Linked DNA regions of Drosophila melanogaster: region 2 is linked to region 1. A link is a contact called in public HiChIP or PLAC-seq data. All regions are on one chromosome and are shown on one strand. Each heading gives the region's core, a stretch centred on a gene start, on an enhancer-like site or on the middle of the called end of the contact. The rest is flanking DNA. Distances are from core to core; before and after follow the strand shown.

Evidence for each region. HiChIP or PLAC-seq counts read pairs in DNA pulled down with a chosen protein or histone mark.
Region 2: a contact with region 1 is called in a Pc HiChIP or PLAC-seq map of the Kc167 cell line, with 2.9 times the contacts expected there. The contact joins the promoter of CG7800 here to the promoter of grn in region 1. A contact is called at or near these places in 45 of 107 Hi-C or Micro-C datasets (the Clone 8 cell line, the Kc167 cell line, the OSC cell line and 14 more) and 2 of 6 datasets of contacts at active chromatin or transcription factors (both in the Kc167 cell line).

The regions. Positions count from the first base shown.
Region 1 is chr3R:8,179,578-8,184,038 of dm6, forward strand. It overlaps grn (grain), which reads right to left and starts at 1,867. Exons shown (of 9, transcript NM_169206.3): 1 at 1,622-1,867; 2 at 1-273. The coding sequence starts at 99.
Region 2 is chr3R:8,215,952-8,220,412 of dm6, forward strand. CG7800 reads left to right here and starts at 2,006. Exons shown (of 1, transcript NM_141513.3): 1 at 2,006-3,783. The coding sequence starts at 2,110. The coding sequence ends at 3,711. It overlaps CG18249, which reads left to right and starts at 4,195. Exons shown (of 2, transcript NM_001170078.2): 1 at 4,195-4,461. The coding sequence starts at 4,247.

The DNA of each region.
Region 1 (4,461 bases), core at 617-3,116:
GCCGCCCCCATTGCCACCGCCCGAGGAGCCGCCGCCGCCTAAACGCGGACTATCGTACCAGCTGCGAGCGGCAGCCTCCGCTGTTGAGGTCATATCCATTTCGAGTATAATCTTGAATGTTTTTCTGTTCTACCGGGGGGCAGGAATCTGACGGTTCTGTATCCCTCTGCGGTCGGGTGGTCTTCGCTTTTTATTTAGCTCTTTGTTTAGTGATAGCTATGCATTTTTCATATACAAAGAACACTCAACTCAACAACTCAACTCTTTCTCTATCTGTGAAAGTCAAGAAAATGTTGAACAACTTTAGCAACTGAAGTTGGGTGTCTGCTGTTGATAAGATTTTAACGGTAGCCGGCGTTATCACTCACTCTCCCTTATCGCGAGCTTTACATTTTTTGTTCAATTGTTTTTATGGCTTTATGGTTGCGGTACAGTTATACAGGATAACCACGAGTTGATTTACGATTGGACTTTTGTATTCCACGTTCTGTGTAGTGTAGTTTGGGAAATAAACTGACTAAAACTATGAAAAGGCAACCGTATGGTATAGTATAGTATAGTATTTTCGCATTCATCGGATTGATTGATGACAAAGATCCCGCCCAGGGGACCTAATAAACATGTAGTCCCAACAATTGCATTGTCACAATGTTTACACACCGAAGAACAATAGATCCTGTGGATTTCGGATCTGCGGGCTGTCAAAAGCGGGCGCCCGAAGAGCAGGTGTCTTTGTATTCCCAGATCTTTTCCAGACTTTTGTGTGTGGGCCCAATTAGACGCGATTTAAAGGTTTATCGAAGAGCTTCAATTGCTAACTGGCATCTGTCGGGGGTTTCTTGCAGACAGGCGAAAGAGTCATATCGCAGAGACAACGACAACACTTCTATATTGATTTAGACAGGTAGCCGAATTTTTGGGGAATTTTTGGGCTTATCAGCAATAGATAGCATATATGTTTGTATAGCGAGCTGTGTGCATTGCACTCGTTGATTTCTTTTCCAAACGATTATTATCAACGGGAGTTCTGTATTTTTTGTTTTCTATTTGCCTTCATTGTTTGCTTATGGCTTCGAGAAATTATTAATAATACAAGCCAAGTTGGACCCGAGTTTTTTCGGTGGACTGTATCTTTAAGGTGCCCAGATGCCTATCGTTCAATTGACAATTGCGCTACGAAAAGAACGGCGATAAGGCAACATAATTTGTTACCTCCCGATGGTGGAAGAAAAGTAAATAACCAGGGCCTTTTGACTTGAAAACTCAATCAATTTATCTATCTATCGGCAGCAGAAGCAGCGATAATGAAGTGAAAAAATATGACAAAAAAAAAAATGAAAAAAAATGAGAAGCAGACACTTTTCATTAAATGTCTTCTTGTATTTTTGTTTTCCTCTACCGTGCGCTTTAGTTGATAGCAATAAATTGATAAGCGCAAGTGCCAGATTTTTGGTATGCGTGTGTCAGCACTTTTTTATTATATTCATACTATTGGTTGCAAAGGCTGATCGCTCGATAAGGATAATGAATTTTGCGCGCGGCTAGCGTTAAAAACTTTTGATTATCATAGATCTCAATTTGTTTTTGAATGATCACTGATATCACAAATTTTTGATCTTACATTTTAAGCACACTGTTTCAATCACTCTGCTTGTTTTTACTGGGGTTTTTTTTTACAATAATTTGATTTGTTGTTAATTTTTGGTACACTTTGATCGCTTTTTGTGTATTTTTGCCGACGCGTTTTTCGAGCTTTCTTTGTTATTGTCGCGGCGAGACGAAAATCGATAGCAAAATACGAACGAAACTAGCGGACGCACGCCGATAACACGCTTGCAAACACGTCAACAGTTGAAATCGAACTGAACGAACACGAGCGTAAAACAGGAAAGACTGGCGCTGCTTGCTCTCGCACTACCAATACATGCGCAGCGCACCGCAGAAACCCGTTTGCATGAGGCCCAGCCTACGTGTGTGCGTGTGTGTGTGAGTGTGCGTGCGCTAGTATGCTGGCACATACAAGATGGTCGCGCTGTCAAGCAGTGCTCGCTGCGGGTGAGAGGGAGGCAGCTATACAGCGTTGCTTGGCCTAACAATATGCCTGTCACACTTTCTCTTACCGAACGTGAGAGGGGCGTGTTTTTTTGTGTGTGCAGGGCAGGTAACCGGTTGTTGTTGTTGTTGTGGTGGACTGCAGTCCGCTATTTTTGTTGTTCCTGTTTTTGTTTGCTCCGCTCGAGTGCATCGTTCAATAATCTCTCAGCGGCACGCCTCTCTGCACTTGACGCACACACATAGCCAGACAATCCAGCGTTTTGCTTGTCTGTTCGCTGCGCTCTCAGCTCCCTCCCATCCCCATCCCCCTCTCACGCAGGCTGCCACTCGTACTCCCTATCCCCGTCCCTTTCCCACGCCCGCTGTCAAGCAGTGACAACAATCATCGATCGTTCCGTTTGCGATTATGTGCTTTATTTATGGGCCTTAACATGTGTGCAGATTTGTCTGGCGATTTTTGAGTTATATACGCCTGCTGCCAACCGCCTTGTGCGTGTGCGAGTGGGGCGGCACTAGGACTAGAGGGAAATTTGCATAAATTAGCAGCTGGAAATTAAGAGAAGTACACGAACTATGCGAACTGCGAAAGATAGTTTGCTCATATCTAGATGCAAATTATTAATATGGAGCTCATATATTTTCGCGGCAAGTTGGCTCCTTTGGGGCCGCCCTTGTATTGTACATCTGGTACGCATAAACAGCTCGCACAAATGCACACAACTCATACAAACTAGCGAACAAGAAGAAAGTCTCAAATACGTGAGCCAGTTTTTGCCACAGTCAAACTTCCATAACTTGTACTTTGATGTGTCGAATTTTTGCAACTTGGATTATTTAAAGCTTTTTGGATATTTACCTTACATATAAGAACATATAAAATTTGACTTTATTGATTTTTTAGCATATCCTTTAGACTTACATACTGACTTCAACTGCTTCGTGTTTTTGTGATCAAAAAGATTTCAGTTAAGGACTAAATACTGTTTACTGCCCCCGCATTGATTTTCGCATTAAAATGAATCGTTTTTGGCGCAAAGGGTTAAAAGTGGGGCTGCACCTGTGAACTGGCAAAAAGGATGCTGATTCGAGGGTTTCCAGCGGGGAAGTGCTTAAAAAGAGTTCGAGAAAGACAACTGGTAACTTAAAAGTTTCCCAGGCCGACTTAATTCCACATGAATATTTTTGAATATATTTTTGTGATCGCTGGGCGAGAGGCATTTCATAAGTTCATATTGTCGCGATACGAATCTAAAATAAACCGTTTGTCAAAGCCCCTGGGCTGACTACCTAAGCAGCAGTTTATGTATGTAAATACCTGTGGTCATAAGATAGCGCTGTTGATAGTTACAGATACATAATTTGAGATAAAGATAAAAATCCAACCCGAAACCCAGAAGACAACGAGCGGCTGCCAAAATAAGAAACCTGTAACCAAAATCAGATCAACCAACGGTGCGAACACCAAACACGAGCGACGAACCACAGAACAACTAAAAAAAAAAAAAACAGAAACAAAACCAAAATACAGAAAAGAAAAACAAACAAGAAACATTGGTGCTGGTGTCACCGACTGAACAACACAAACAATCTGCCAAGCAATCTATGGTGCAAAGGATACGGATACCGAAAACCATGGATAGGAAAATAAGCCGTCGCTTTCGAGAGATCTTCGATCAGATGGAATTGGCACTGCATCTGGATCTGTATCCTCAGATTAAACAAACGCACTTGATCAATCACATTTTGAAAGCGGGGTAATTTCTTTCTAGAAGTGAGTGTCAACATTTTGGTTCATTATCAAATTAATTAGATTTCTTTTCTAGATGGGCAGATGTTCGAAAATCAGTCCTAATTTTAATCAACAAATGCATACTGATCTGTATTCACAAGCATAAGCCATAGGAGTCTAAGAGTACAAGTTAATTTTTGGGCTAATTAAAACTACGATTTATATTTAAACTGATATAAATCACTTGCTCAGCAATTTGAGCACTTTGGGGACAACGTGGAATGCTAGGGAAATCTCAATGGGTTTTTGGGCTTCACGATAAGATTCCCCCAGTCATGTCTACTTATGGGCTTTAAAAATGGATGGATTGTCACGTCTGCCTGTCAAGTACTGTGAACTCAACTGTTAATCGGCAGATGATAAGTACACATCAGCCCCAATTGGTTGAGGAAGTTATAGCAGATACAGGTGGCACCTTTCGATAAGGATTTCAGTATTTTCAAATTGATGAGATACCGCTGAAGAGCGCAGTTAACAGATATATGCTTGTGAAATAAATATACTTATAATTTATCAAACAGGGCAATAAATTATATAGCTCTTGCAAAAGTAATTGCTTCTGTTTTTTTAAATGCAACCTTACAGTTGTATATTTAAAGTGAAAATATTCAAACATT
Region 2 (4,461 bases), core at 756-3,255, 37 kb after region 1:
GTTTTATATTCTCATTTTTCGGGGCTATCCCCTACTCCTCTGCGTGGCATTTTCGGCTGGACTTGGGACTTTGGTGAAAAGGTGTGCCTGGGTTATGCGAAATATGCGTGGCGTTGTTGATCGGATCGGCTCGAGGGATCGGGATCGGGATCTGCACTGCCATGGCCCAAAGTGGTTTAGATTAAAGGGTTTAGTTCTCTGCCTTGTGTTATTTCATTTTGGGGCGTTATTTGCTCAGCGAGACGTGCGACTGCTTTTGACTCTGGCTTCGGGCTTTATGCTCTGCATTCTTTTTTATTTTTTTTTCTTTGACTGCAGGAAGATCGATCTGGCCGATCGGTCGGTGCACCTCATTGACCTCCCTTCATCTTCCAGCTCCCTTGGCCCCTTAGTCCCTTCCGCATCCCAGTCCCCGTCACCTCGGCATTTCTGTTGTTGTGCCCGTTGAACATCTGTCGATCTTGTTTGGCGATAATTTGAATTGAGTTTTCTCTCCAAGTTGGCCAGCCTTCTCACATGTGTAAAAAGTCCAGAGCATTGTGCCATTTTGGTGAGGAGGCTTCCAAGGGGTAATGCCGGTAGGCGTGTTAATAACAGAGCTCATCCTCGTCAAATGAAGGCACACATGTGAAATGACACCAGATCTAGACGGAGTGCAAAGCTTTCCCACAGCACTCAGAAAAAAAAACACAAAACCAAACAGTAGTTCATTTGGGAATCGAAGATACACCTTCTAATACCTACGGGAAATATAATTAAGTTAATAAGTATTAGTATTATTTTTAAATAGTTTACAATGGTGTCCTCCGTACTCCGTAGGCTTAAGCTTGATCCTAAATTTGCAAAAAAAACACTCTTTTTTGGGTGTAGCTTTGCCAGTATTACTTTCCCAGAACGTGTCACCTAAAATGGGGAATGGGAAAGGAGGAGTAAGTGGAGTGGAGTGATGGTGGAAACCAAAAGGAGATTGGGGGAGGAACGGAGTCCCAGAGCCTTGGCCAATCCGCCGAGCACGTTCAAGTCGTTTTCTCGCAATTAACGCGAAATTCTACGAATTGTTTAATTAGAACTCCAGTTTCAGTTCTCGGTGTTCAGGTTGCATCCAAAGGTCTGCAAATCCCGCGTTGCCTGCAACCTCTGCACGTTTGTATCTTTTGGTTCTTGCTGCTTTTCCCTCGCTTGTTTGGGGCTGCATAATCTTTTCTGTAAACATGAAACTCGCGCCATTATATCGAGCCAACGTTGAGAATGGAATGGAATGGTATGGTTGAGGTATGGCTATGGGTATGGGTATGGGGCTCAGATCTTGGCCAGAACCTGGCTGCTTTTTACATGTTCGCTTGTTTTGTGCCGTGTGGCAGCGATTTGAAATTTAAAATCTGTGAATTTGAAGCAGTTTATCGAGACTCCTCGTCCTTTCTTAGGTGTTGTCCCCGATTCGTTTGGCCGATTAAATCATTAAATATTCCGATTGTGTAGCGTTATAATGAAATGTTTTTAACGCTTGTCTGACTTGGAATTATGCAGGGAATTAAAGGATCTCACCCCCCCTTGGCTATCTTTTATTTGCGAAGCTAAGAAACTTCTTTTTATGTGGAACATGTTGGTCTGTTGTCCCCGATAAGCGAAGATGTTCCTGGCATTTGGCGTATTCACTGGGTATTGAAAGATAATACTGTAGACACAGAGGCTTCACATTTTCATCAAATAATTGTCCCATAAAGTTTATTAAGAAGTTTTAATTATGTCACTTTTTATAAACTCATAAGTTGGGTGTTCCTTAAGAATATATATAGAAATATTCAGCTAGCCACCGGTAACAATATTGAAAAGCATAGTGAATGGTTAAAAATGTTTTAAAGGAACAAACAAATATTTTAAAATCACTAGAAAATGTTTAATCTAATTTAAAATTCAACAGCCCGGCGATAATCGATAATCTAATCGATCTTCTAATGTGTCTTCTGCGTAATCGATATGAATAGATACGGGCGAACAGCTGACTCGTTCCATCTTTAGCAAGTACAGGTACTACCTATATATCAACAGATTGTAAACGCGGTTAGGTTTCAAAAGTTATAGTAGTTGTAGTTGTTATGAAAAGCAACTATGTACCTAATAATCATCGCCCTGCTTGCAAGTGTATCCGCTTTAGGCCGCCCAGACTTGGAGGACTACTGCAATGATTCCTATTGCCATTTACTTGGTCGGAGCCGGACGTTTAGCGATAAGAAGGCTACCAAACTAACCGAGTTCCACATGGACTCCTGCGAAAAGAAGGTACTCAAACTTATGCCCAATCTGCGCACCCTGGAGCTGGAGAACTGCGACAGTCCGGACTTCACCATGAACGACCTGAATCAACTGCCGTACCTAACAAGCCTTCAATTGCGACGTGGAAATCTTTTGGGGCTGCACGACGAACACTTCTCGAAGTGGCCAAACATGAAGATCCTTATGCTGGGGGGGAACAACATAACGAGACTATCCAATGAATGCTTTAAAGGCCTAGCTCAGCTCTGGCTGCTGTCTCTGCCGGGGAATGGTATTCAAGGTTTGCCATGGGATGTATTTCAAAACCTACCAGAACTTCTGCATCTCGACCTAAGTGGCAATAGAATCGAAACTCTTCACGAAAACATTTTTACAGGCGTTCCCAAGCTAGAGATGCTGCTACTCAATGGGAATCCCTTGACATGGATAGCGCCTACGTCTCTAAAATCTCTAAGTAACCTACGCCTTTTGGACATGAGCAACTGTGGACCGCTGCCGGATCTTTCATTGCCCGGTGCACATACCTTGATCCTCGACAACAGCGGTGTGCAGCGCCTGGACATTTTGGGCAGTGTCCATAAACTCCAGGCGAGGAAAAACCATATAACCGAGATTAAATTACCCGACAAAAGCTCTGTTATCGAACTGGATTTGCATAGCAATTTACTGACCGCTACCGATATTCCCAAACTTCTAACGGGCATGTGGCGACTGCAACGACTGGATCTATCCGAGAATATCATAGGGATATACGCAGCCGCCGGAAGCGACAATACGAGCGAGCTCTTCATACTTCCCAATCTTATGTATATGAACCTATCGGCAAATCGCCTGACGCGTCTGCACTTCGATTCGCCAATTCCATGGGAAAGGCTTACTCATTTGGACGCTTCGTACAATAGAATATATGCTCCCGCAAAGGTTGGCATTGACGAAGCTTTCAATCTTCAAAGTTTGCATTTGGAGGGAAATTATATTAACAATTTTGAACTTACACCCTGGAAACCTCATCCAAGTCTGAAAGAGGTTGCTCTGTACGATAATAAATTCCAGCCTAAGGGCTATAAAAATATTACAAAGTTCTTCAATGAAATTGGAGTAAACGTCTTAGAGAAAACGCAATACAGTCAATCAAACAACACGACTCCAACTTGTAAGCCGTGCATACCAGATGCCAGAGATTTTCCTACGAGTATAAGCGCCGACACAAACCAAACCATAGATACCAAAGTTAATCCTTTAAGCAACGACACTTATCAATGGAATGTATGGAACGTACTGATGCTAGTTTCCCTGATTGTTTCCTTGTTCGTAAACTCTTTTCTAATCGTGAAACTCATTCGTTTGAGAGGAAGAAACCAGTTCACGCAATCATCATCGGTACCTGCCATAATCGAAATGTTTTCAAACGAATCTGATGATGAAATTATCCTGTAATATAATCATTCTACTTAACATGTATATATTTAAACTTTTCCTTAAATAATAATAAAGAATCTCTTGAGTTTTTCCTACCATGCACATTTAAATAACCGGCTACTCATTTGGATGTGCCTACATGCTGAATGATATATATATACAATATATACTACTATAACGAATAATTGAAATGCATCAAATTTAAACATCAATTATTACATTTTATTTTCCAGGGCCACATCTATTTTGAACACAAGCATTTCCCCAATGGTTTGTAAACGTAGGTTGAAACATCTCAGTATATGTATCTGAAATATGACGGAATTGATTCTGAATTGCCTTATCAACTAACTGAACGAGGCGAAAGCTTTACTTTGTTGCTCTCGGCAAAGCTCCCATGGGTATTTAAATTACCCACTATCAGCAGTGAGTAAAGCTCCACCCGCTGGTCCACAAATCCAGATGATAAGAACATGATGCTGTTGCCGCTTCGATCGGGGCTAGTGCAATATTTGCAGTCGAACAAAGCGCGAGCAAAGTGATACGGAATAACATGCATTTTTACAAGTACATTTTACTCGGTATTTGCGGCTTAACGGTAAGCGATGCACTTGCCGTGTACGATGCCTCCGGACGCTTTAATCTCAGTGCCAGTTGCCCGGATTCCTTCTGCAGCTTAAGTGATCGGCCAGTGGCATACTCTGCGACTCCGGCTCTTCAGCTCCGGGAATTGCACTTGAGAAACTGCAGCCGGCAATCGATCACATG